2 separate regions of the Ovis aries genome follow, and region 1 is linked to region 2. The links are chromatin contacts, called in public Hi-C maps. All regions are on one chromosome and are shown on one strand. Each heading gives the region's core, a stretch centred on a gene start, on an enhancer-like site or on the middle of the called end of the contact. The rest is flanking DNA. Distances are from core to core; before and after follow the strand shown.

Region 1 (4,505 bases), core at 946-3,445, 160 kb after region 2:
CAATTCAGTGGGTTTTAATATATGTGCAGTTTTGCAGCTACAGCCACAATCTAATTTTAGAACATTTTCAACACTCCCAGAAGAAACCCTGGGACCCTCTGTCGTCAGGTGCCTGCCTGCCTCCACACCCCAGCCTTCCCCTACACCAAGCAACCACTGATTTATTTTCCATCTCTATAGATTTGCCTGTTCTGGGCATTTAATCATATAAATGGAATCATACAATATGTAGTCTTTTGTGACTGGCTTCTTTCACTCAACATGTTTTCAAGGTTTAGCATTTTTTTTTTTTAAGGTTTAGCATATTATGGCATGTGTCAGTACTTCCCTCCTTTTTACAGCTGGAAAATATTCCATTATATCTACCTATCTATCTCACATTTTGTTTATGCATTCACCAGTTGATGAGCAATTGGGTAGTTTCCACTTTTTTGTGTATTCTGCATAATGATGCTATGAATATCGTGTGTACGTTTTTATGTGGACAGATGTTTTCAGCTCTCTTGCGTATACACCTCAGAGTGGAATTGTCATACAGCAACTTCACATTTAATATTTTGAGGAACTAACAAACCACTTCCCAAAGCAGTTGTGAATTTTCTTAATGCCACTGGTGGTGGCTCACGTGCAGAGAAAGACTTATTCAGAATTCACTTGGGCTTTCAAAAATTAGTGCTCGATTTTTTTAAATGCAAATTTTAAAACATTTTTAAAACGTCTAAGTTCAATTTTGTCACGCCATTCTAATTATAAACCTAGCTAATGCTTTTTACAGTTATTTATTTATTTACTTTTGGCTGTGCGGGGTCTTTGTTGGTGCTCAGGCTTTCTCTAGTTGCAGTGAGCGGTGGCTCTTTGCTGTGTGCATGGTCTTCTCATTGCAGTGGCGTCTTTTGTCGCAGAGCACAGGCTCTAGGTGCTCAGGCGTCAGCAGTCGCAACTCGTGGGCTCTAAAGCTTGGGCTCAGTACTTCTGGTGTATGGGCTGAGCTGCTCCTCAGCATGTGGAATCTTCCTGGACCAGGGATCAAACCCATGTTCCATGCGTTGGATTCCTAGTCACTGTACCACGAAGGACGTCCTAGCTAATATTAACTTTTAAGGGGACTTCAATTAACAATTTGTCCTCTTTACAAAATTAAAACTGCTTTAGGCAGTTTATGCCTTATTTATTCATTCCATTTATTCTACTACTTTTTTAAAAGCAATTGATTGTTATATGCCAATTGTAAAAAGTAGAGACATCACTTTGCTGACAAAGGTCTGTATAGTCAAAGCTATGATTTTTCCAGTAGTCATGTATGGATGTGAGAGGAAGGCTGAGCATCAGAGAATTGATGCTTTCGAACCATGGTGCTGGAGAAGGCTCTTGAGAGTCCCTTGGACTGCAAGGAGACCAAACCAGTTGATACTAAAGGAAATCAACCCTGAATATTCATTGGAAGGACTGCTGCTGAAGCTGAAGCTCGAATACTTTGGTCACCTGATGCGAAGAGCTGACTCATTGGAAAAGACCCTGATACAGGGAAAGATGGAGGGCAGGAGGAGAAGGGAGCAACAGAGATGGCTGAGTAGCATCATCAACTCAAAGGACAGTGAAGGACAGGGAAGTCTGGCATGCAGCAGTCTGTAGGGTTGCAAAGAGTCAGACACAACTAAGCAACTGAACAACATATCCCAGTAACATTGGAAAAAATAAAGGAAAAATAATTCTCTAATTTTTTTTAAACAAATTGATAAACCAGCTTCCCAAGTACTTTTAATGCAATCTAATAAAAGTAAACATACGAATATAGTAAAATTTAAAGTTTTTTTAAAGTAAGTAAGTAAGTAAAGTCACTCAGTCGTGTCCGACTCTTTGTGACCCCGTGGACTGCAGCCCACCAGGCTCCTCAGTCCATGAGATTCTCCAGGCAAGAATACTGGAGTGGGTTGCCATTTCCTTCTCCAATTTACAATCCCAGTAAGAACTGAACTCCAAAGTACAGTTGTATGTTACAGCTTCCAAGGTCATTGTAAATACTCATGTCATCCCTTCTGCCGCCTAAGAATGTCAAATACTCCCTCTGCTGGACAGTATCTCAAGTTTGGGCTTAGCCCCAGAAGTCACAGTTCCAACCAGCTACTCGAAGTTCTGGGTGTTTAGTGAAATGGGTTAATGGCCCTTTAAGAGGCAGTAGGGAGCTCCCAGTTGCCATGGAGACATCTGGAAACAAAGAGGGTAGCAGCAGGCAGCATGTCCTCTAAAGTTCAATCCAAAGGTGAGAAGAGGGCTGAGGAGGTGGGAGGTGGGGGCCTGGAAAGTGAGGGGGGGCATCTCTCCCTCATCATCCACCTTGGGGTGGCCTTGAAAGATTCTGCTCTTGGGACTCCGGCCCCATTGCTGTCCTCCTCAGGGCCCGCCATCTGCCATGTCAGCCTCTCCTCTCTCCATAGGCTCCAAAGCCAAGGACCACCAACCCTCAACCCAGGAGAATCTGCCACCCCCAGAGGCCAACGCTGAGGCCATTCACTTCCTCAACTCCCTCCGTGAGCCTGGGTGGTGAGGGTGGAGGGGGTGGACAAAACTGTGGACAGGAGGAAGAGAGAAAGCCCAGACATGGCCACCCCTCTCTCAGCCTTGAATCTCCTGGGACTCAGAAAGGGCCTGAAGCATATTGGTTGATAGTCTTCAACTAATGGAAGACCCCAGGGACACAGCGGGGGTGGGGATCGCTGTGCGTGTGTGTGTGTGTGTGTGTGTGTGTGTGTGTGTGTGTGTGTGTGTGTGTAGACGGGTGGGGGGTATCTGCACCTCTGACTGCTGCAGAGGCCAATGGAGGGGAGGCAGGGGCTGCCTGGGAGATGTGAGATGAGGAGAGGGTGGGTGGAGACCGTGGGGGCACTGGTGGCCAGGGGGTCAGAGAGTTGAGGACTAGGAGCTGGGGCTTTAACTGTTCCCACGGGACCCTCACTCCGCAGGGCAGGAGGAGCTGCTGCTGCTGTTCTTCTCAGAGACTCTGGTCATGGTCTCGGACACAGGGGAGCCTCAGGGAGAGCTGACCATTGAGGTGCAGGGAGGGAAATACAAAGACCAATCTGGTGTCATTACGTACTTCCCCTTCGTGCATGCCTCCAGCCGAGGCTTCGTGGACAAAACACTCTGCGGAAGCTCCCTTCTGGGTAGAGCACCTGACCAACCCCCACCCCCCAACCCTGACTGTCCTACTCTGCCCTCCACCCCCAGCCCCTAACTCCCAGGACGTTCACTCCGTACCAACCCTTTGATTTCACCTTGGGACTAGAACGAGGCAGAGAGAAAGCGTGGGATGTGGGGTGACAAGAAGATCATCACAGCCTTAGTTTTGACCTGTGGCCACCCTACCCCTGAGTTGTCCAGCCCAGGCCACCACCTGCCCTTCCCACAGTCTCCAGCCCTGTCTCCTGTGTTCACCTCCCTCCCCCTCAGCCTATCTCTCGTGGAAACTGGAGGTTGTGGAACAACAGAGTCAGGAGTTCATCAAGGTACCTGCTGGGTCCCCAGCCTTGACCACAGATAGAAGGTTTTCTATCCACATCTCTCCTCGGTTTTCTCATTTATGGAGGATGGACAAGGTGGCCTCTGGGGGATCTCACTCATATACAGTCGGTGAGTCCCTGATTCTCCCCTCCTGCTCTGGCCCCTAGTTCCACATTCTCCCCATGGAACAGAAGACGAGTTTGCTGAAGCAGGATGATCAGCTGGCCATGACCAGAATGGTCAAGGAGGGTGAGGTAAGGTGAGAGCCAGGTGGGAGCCATACTCAACATCCTCTTTGGAACCACAAACTGGGGACAGATGGTGTCAGGCCAGGAGCCTGCCTGGGGACCCTATGGACTGGACCATATGCTCAACACCTGGCTTGCCCAACCTCCCCCTACTTCCCAGCTCAAGGTCCCTGACCCAGATTTCTCCTGGACAGGAAGTGAAGACCGAAGTGACTTTCTTCCCCAGGCCCTCCATTGAGGGCTTCGTCTCCCAGGCCGCTAACCTGGTGTTGCTGAGGGTGATGGCCTGGCGTCACACGGTGCCCAGCAATGCTCGTTTCCTGGCCTTGGATTCTGAAGGCAAACTCTGCTATTCTACCTACGTGAGCCATCTCCCTGGGCGGGAACTTGGTCTGCAGGCAAACCAGAAGGGGCAGGGAGGATGCTGATTTGGGAGAAAAAGCAGCTGTGGAGTGGAAGAGCGGGTGGGGTGGGGATAAACCCTGGCGTGTGGGGGTGAAACTTCCAAAGGCAGGAGAAAAAAAGATTGCATTTGTTAGAGAGAAGACCAAGGCAAGTGGTGTGAGGAAGATAGGGACTAAAAAGGTGGGAGCAACGGAAGAAAGCGATGCTTTTTGCACAAAAGCCAGTTCAGGAAAAAAAAAAACAGTGTGGGGCCACTTTTAGAGACTTTTTTTAAACATCAGGAAATTTAAATCTCCTAATTCACTTGAATTTTATTTTATCTCAACCCTGAAAGGTGCTTCTTTATTTTGGCTA
Region 2 (4,157 bases), core at 929-3,428:
TAAAGGAGCAATAAATGTCTGGGTCCTCTGTCTAAAGAAATTGAAAGCATTTAAGAGAAACCCCCATCATGGCCACCCCTTAAATATCCACAGAATCCTTCAGCGCTTTTCAAATGACTTTTAAGGTTGTTAAACATTTAGTGAAGCAAAATCTTACCAGAAGAAACAGACGTGAAACAGACAAAAGCTCTTCTGCTGAGGAGGGTGGGTGTGCCCCTTTCTCCATCTAAGTAGTCACTACAGAGGAGGTTCCCGCAAAACCTCCAGGGTTCTTCAGAGAACAATCTGAAAACCTACAAACGGTTACCAAGACTGGAAATAAGGATAGCTGGCAACCAGTGCTCATTCTATCCTGATTCTGTCATTAATAAGCTATGTGACCTTGAGCGGGTCCTTTTACCTCTCTAGGTTTCCATTTCCTCATCCAAACTGAGGGAGGCAGAGTACATAACCCCTGAGATGCTTCCAAACCTGAGGTTCTATGAATTCATGCAAACCCACACCTTTTAATATCTCTGCCAGGACTGCATTTTCACAAAAGACTAAGCCTCAGGATCATCCTCTTCCCTAAGAGAGGGGAGACGTGGAATTTCCCAGGTGGCACAGTGGTCTAGAATCTGTCTGCCAATGTAGGAGACACAGGCTTGATCCCTGCTCCAGGAAGATACCACATACCACGGAGCAATTAAGCCCATGAGCCACAACTACCACTGAGCCCATGCTCGGGCCTGCAAGCTGCAGCTACTAAGCCCCTGTTCCACAGCTACTGAAGCCTGTGTGCCTAGAACCCGTGCACCTCAACTAGAGAGTAGCCCCCACTCTCTGCAACAAGAGAAAGCCCCTGTGCAGCAACAAAAACCAGCGCAGCCAAAAAAAATTTTTTTTAATAAATAAATATTTTTAAAAGGAGAGAAGAGGTATGAAAGGTGAAGGTGAGAAAACTGTGGCCCCCTGGTCACCATCTGTGAAAGTGAAGTCACTCAGTTGTGTCCGACTCTGCGACCCGTGGACTGTAGCCCACCAAGCTCCTCTGTCCATGGGATTCTCCAGGCAAGAATACTGGAGTGGGTTGCCATTTCCTTCTCCAGGGGATCTTCCCGACCCAGGGATCGAACCCAGGTCTCCCACATGGCAGGCAGACACTTTAACCTCTGCACCACCAGGGATGCCCTTAAATTCAAGAATACAGTCTCTCAGAAAACCTCTTATAGAGACACAGAACTTCAGATCCAAGTACTAACATCAAAGATTTCAATGGAGGAAAGGAAGCCAGGTTGAAAGAAGAAGGGGGAGGAGGCGGGAGAGGAGGGGCGAAAGGGGTGGCCTTACAGACGTCTCCTGCCACCTACAGATACCCAGGCGTTATGGGACTTTTCCTGGGCCTCCAGAGAAGGGAGGACTGAAACTCGGCCCTACCAGAAATCAGACCAGACCAGAACCAGAATTCGAGTTCTCTGCCAAGAGGAGATGATCAGTCTCCAATCCTCAGCTCAGGCTGAGGACCCTTCAACCAGATTCCTGCATCTAGGACCGGGGGACTAGAAAAACAGGGAAGGATAGGAAAGGTTAAGGAGAGGAAAGAGAGAGGGAAGGGGAGAGAGGTCAATAAAGCCTCTTGTTTCTTACTGGTCGGGGCATTCTGGCCAGTTGTCTGCATCAGGAGGAGACCAGGGACAAAAGGGGTCCCAGCTGCGGCCACTGGGTCTGGTCCACTGGCAGGCAAGCTGGCCCCTGAGTACCCCGAGTGGTCAGGATATCAGTCTCAGCAAAGAAGAGTCCCCGCCAGAGTCGCCATTTGTTGCAGGAAGGTGGACCCCTTCCAGGTCCCGAAACTGGGCTCTTGTCTAACACTCGGAAATGAATTGTCTGAGGAGACACATGTGCTGACAAAACAAGAGATTTTATTGGGAAAGGGCACCATCTGTAGCCATGTATAAAAACAGAACTGAATACATGGTCATGAGAAAGGAGGCAGGGAGTCAATGGAGTACAAATCACAGGTCCCAGACAAGCAGATGCATTTTCCAAAATATAGTCAGACTAAGTCACCCTGCCCCAGAAAAAGTCCTGGCAATCAGAGATTGCTTCCTACCTGAGTCACCAACCATGTATGTCCAACCGTAAGAGCCTGGAACTCAGAGACCAGAGTGCCTTAACACTGAGAGGAAACTTGATGAATAAAGAATAGGGAAGCCTCTTCACAGCACAGCTCCTCCCTGGGCCCTGCCCATGTCTATATTTGGAGAACAGGTTAAATCAGGGGGTCACAGAGTATCAGAGACTCCCAGGGTCCCTGTGTCCAAGCAGGGGAACCCAGGGTGAAGATGGAGTTAAGGATCCATTATCTGAATTCTCCACTCTGTGGATGGCTATTGTCATTCTCTTCCTTTTCTTGCTTTTATTTCCATTTGAAAGCTTCCAAATTGTCTGACCCGAATAAAGGGAAAGAACTTGACTTTATATAGTACAGATTCTAGCAGTCCATATGGGAGGGCCTTGTAGGAGCCCTCCACCAGCGGGGTGGGGTTGACGGCTAGAGGACAACCCAGTAGGAAGGAGGTCGAAGACTGAGTAGTGTTTGGACAGCAAACACACAGTGTTTACTTAAACTCTAGACTCCTCTGGGATGGAGATGTTGATGGCTCTTCGGAGGAAGAACTAATCCTCCTCCACCACCAATGAAGAACTGCTTGATTAGAATGGCCCTGAGTCTGGGGGCCACTCCTGGAGTCTGGCTGGACCACAGGGAGCCCAGCAGAGCTGGGGCCGATGGTAGTGAGTGGAGGAGTGGTGGTAATGTCATTCTCCCGGCTCTCAGTCTTGACGGATGGCATCTCTGGGAACCTGCCTTAGCTGCTCCCAGCAGCTAATGTCTGTCCCTTACCTTTACCTCTGGTACTTCAGTCACTTCTTCCTTATAACAGGAACCTTATTGTCCTGTAACGATGAATTTACAAGTCAGTCTGCCCCACCAGACCGTGGGCTGCTAGAGACCACGCCAATTCACCTTCAGAGCCTCTGCCAGGATACAGAGTAAGTGGTTACTCAATGGTTATAGGGTAAACAACATCAGTCATATCTCCTTGGATTGATGTGTCGTGGGTCCTCCCCCATCCTCTTCCTGCGACTCAGGGTGCCTATCACTTTAAGGAACAGAGTCTATATAAGCTGTGCCTGAAAGCTGCACTTGCTTATAGCCGAGCTGGACTGTCTGTCCTTTCCAAACTACCTGCTACTGTTTAAAGTTGGTGCTAATCTATGTTCTGCCTCTACCATGCATGCCGAATGTAGCATGGCACTGGTGCCTACAATTCTGCCCCTGGCAAGCATATTTCTTAAACTAAGTCATGCTTTCCTCCTGGGTTCTCTTATCCTTTATAAGTAATAGCAGGAAGTGTAAGCAGACAATTGCCCTGCCTGGGGCTACCCATGCTTTGCTTTTACAGGTGTTGACCAGTTGCGACCTGATGCCTAGACTAGAAAGGACTTGAAGATGGGGTAGTCCCTGGAGAGAGCAGACATGTCTCCTATTAATCATCTAGGGAAAAGGTAGCTCCTGGGGCAGAAAATAGAGAACAAGGGAGAAAACAGACTGGGGTCTGGACTGCGCAAGCCAGTATGCACTCCAGGGCAAACTGAAAATATTCGCCACGAGGGGGCAGCAGTCACTGGGTGAGGAAGTCTGCAAGGAAGAGACCCATAGAGAAAGACCAGGGCAAGAAAAGTCTCATCTAATCCTTGGCTTTAAGCTCCTCTTTGTGAATAATTCCCTTCTGCTTTCCCAGGCCTTCACTCAAGTTGGTTCAGCATTCCAGCATGTTTCAACTAATCGCTGGGGTACTAGGGAAGAGTCCTCCCTCAAACCCAAGGAACAAAGGAGAATCAGCCCCTTGGGATGAGCATGGGGGTGGCAATGGTGGTAGTTTAGGTCTCCAGTGGAAAAACAATCCGGGGAAAAGAGTTGAAAAGGATCTTTCCCTTTATAGTAGGAAAGGGCATTTCACTGAAGGAGGTGGGAAAGGCACACACAGATGAGCTTGGAATAAAATTCTACCCACTTGAAAAGGTTCCAGCAAGTTCGCCCACAGAACATATCTTCTGTACGTCACTTTCCATTTATCACGGCTCCCCCTTAAATGGCTCTGCTGCTGCTGCTG

The links. Hi-C and Micro-C count contacts between places; a contact is called where the count stands out from the background.
Region 1: a contact with region 2 is called in a Hi-C map of liver, with 4 times the contacts expected there. The contact joins the promoter of CATIP here to the promoter of LOC101108811 in region 2. A contact is called at or near these places in 2 of 16 Hi-C or Micro-C datasets (liver and tail adipose tissue).

What each region holds. Positions count from the first base shown.
Region 1 is chr2:220,383,022-220,387,526 of ARS-UI_Ramb_v3.0, forward strand. It overlaps CATIP (ciliogenesis associated TTC17 interacting protein), which reads left to right and starts at 2,196. Exons shown (of 9, transcript XM_015093533.3): 1 at 2,196-2,528; 2 at 2,961-3,161; 3 at 3,448-3,503; 4 at 3,666-3,752; 5 at 3,941-4,108. The coding sequence starts at 2,411.
Region 2 is chr2:220,225,894-220,230,050 of ARS-UI_Ramb_v3.0, forward strand. LOC101108811 (C-X-C chemokine receptor type 2) reads right to left here and starts at 2,179. Exons shown (of 2, transcript XM_042244218.2): 1 at 158-2,179.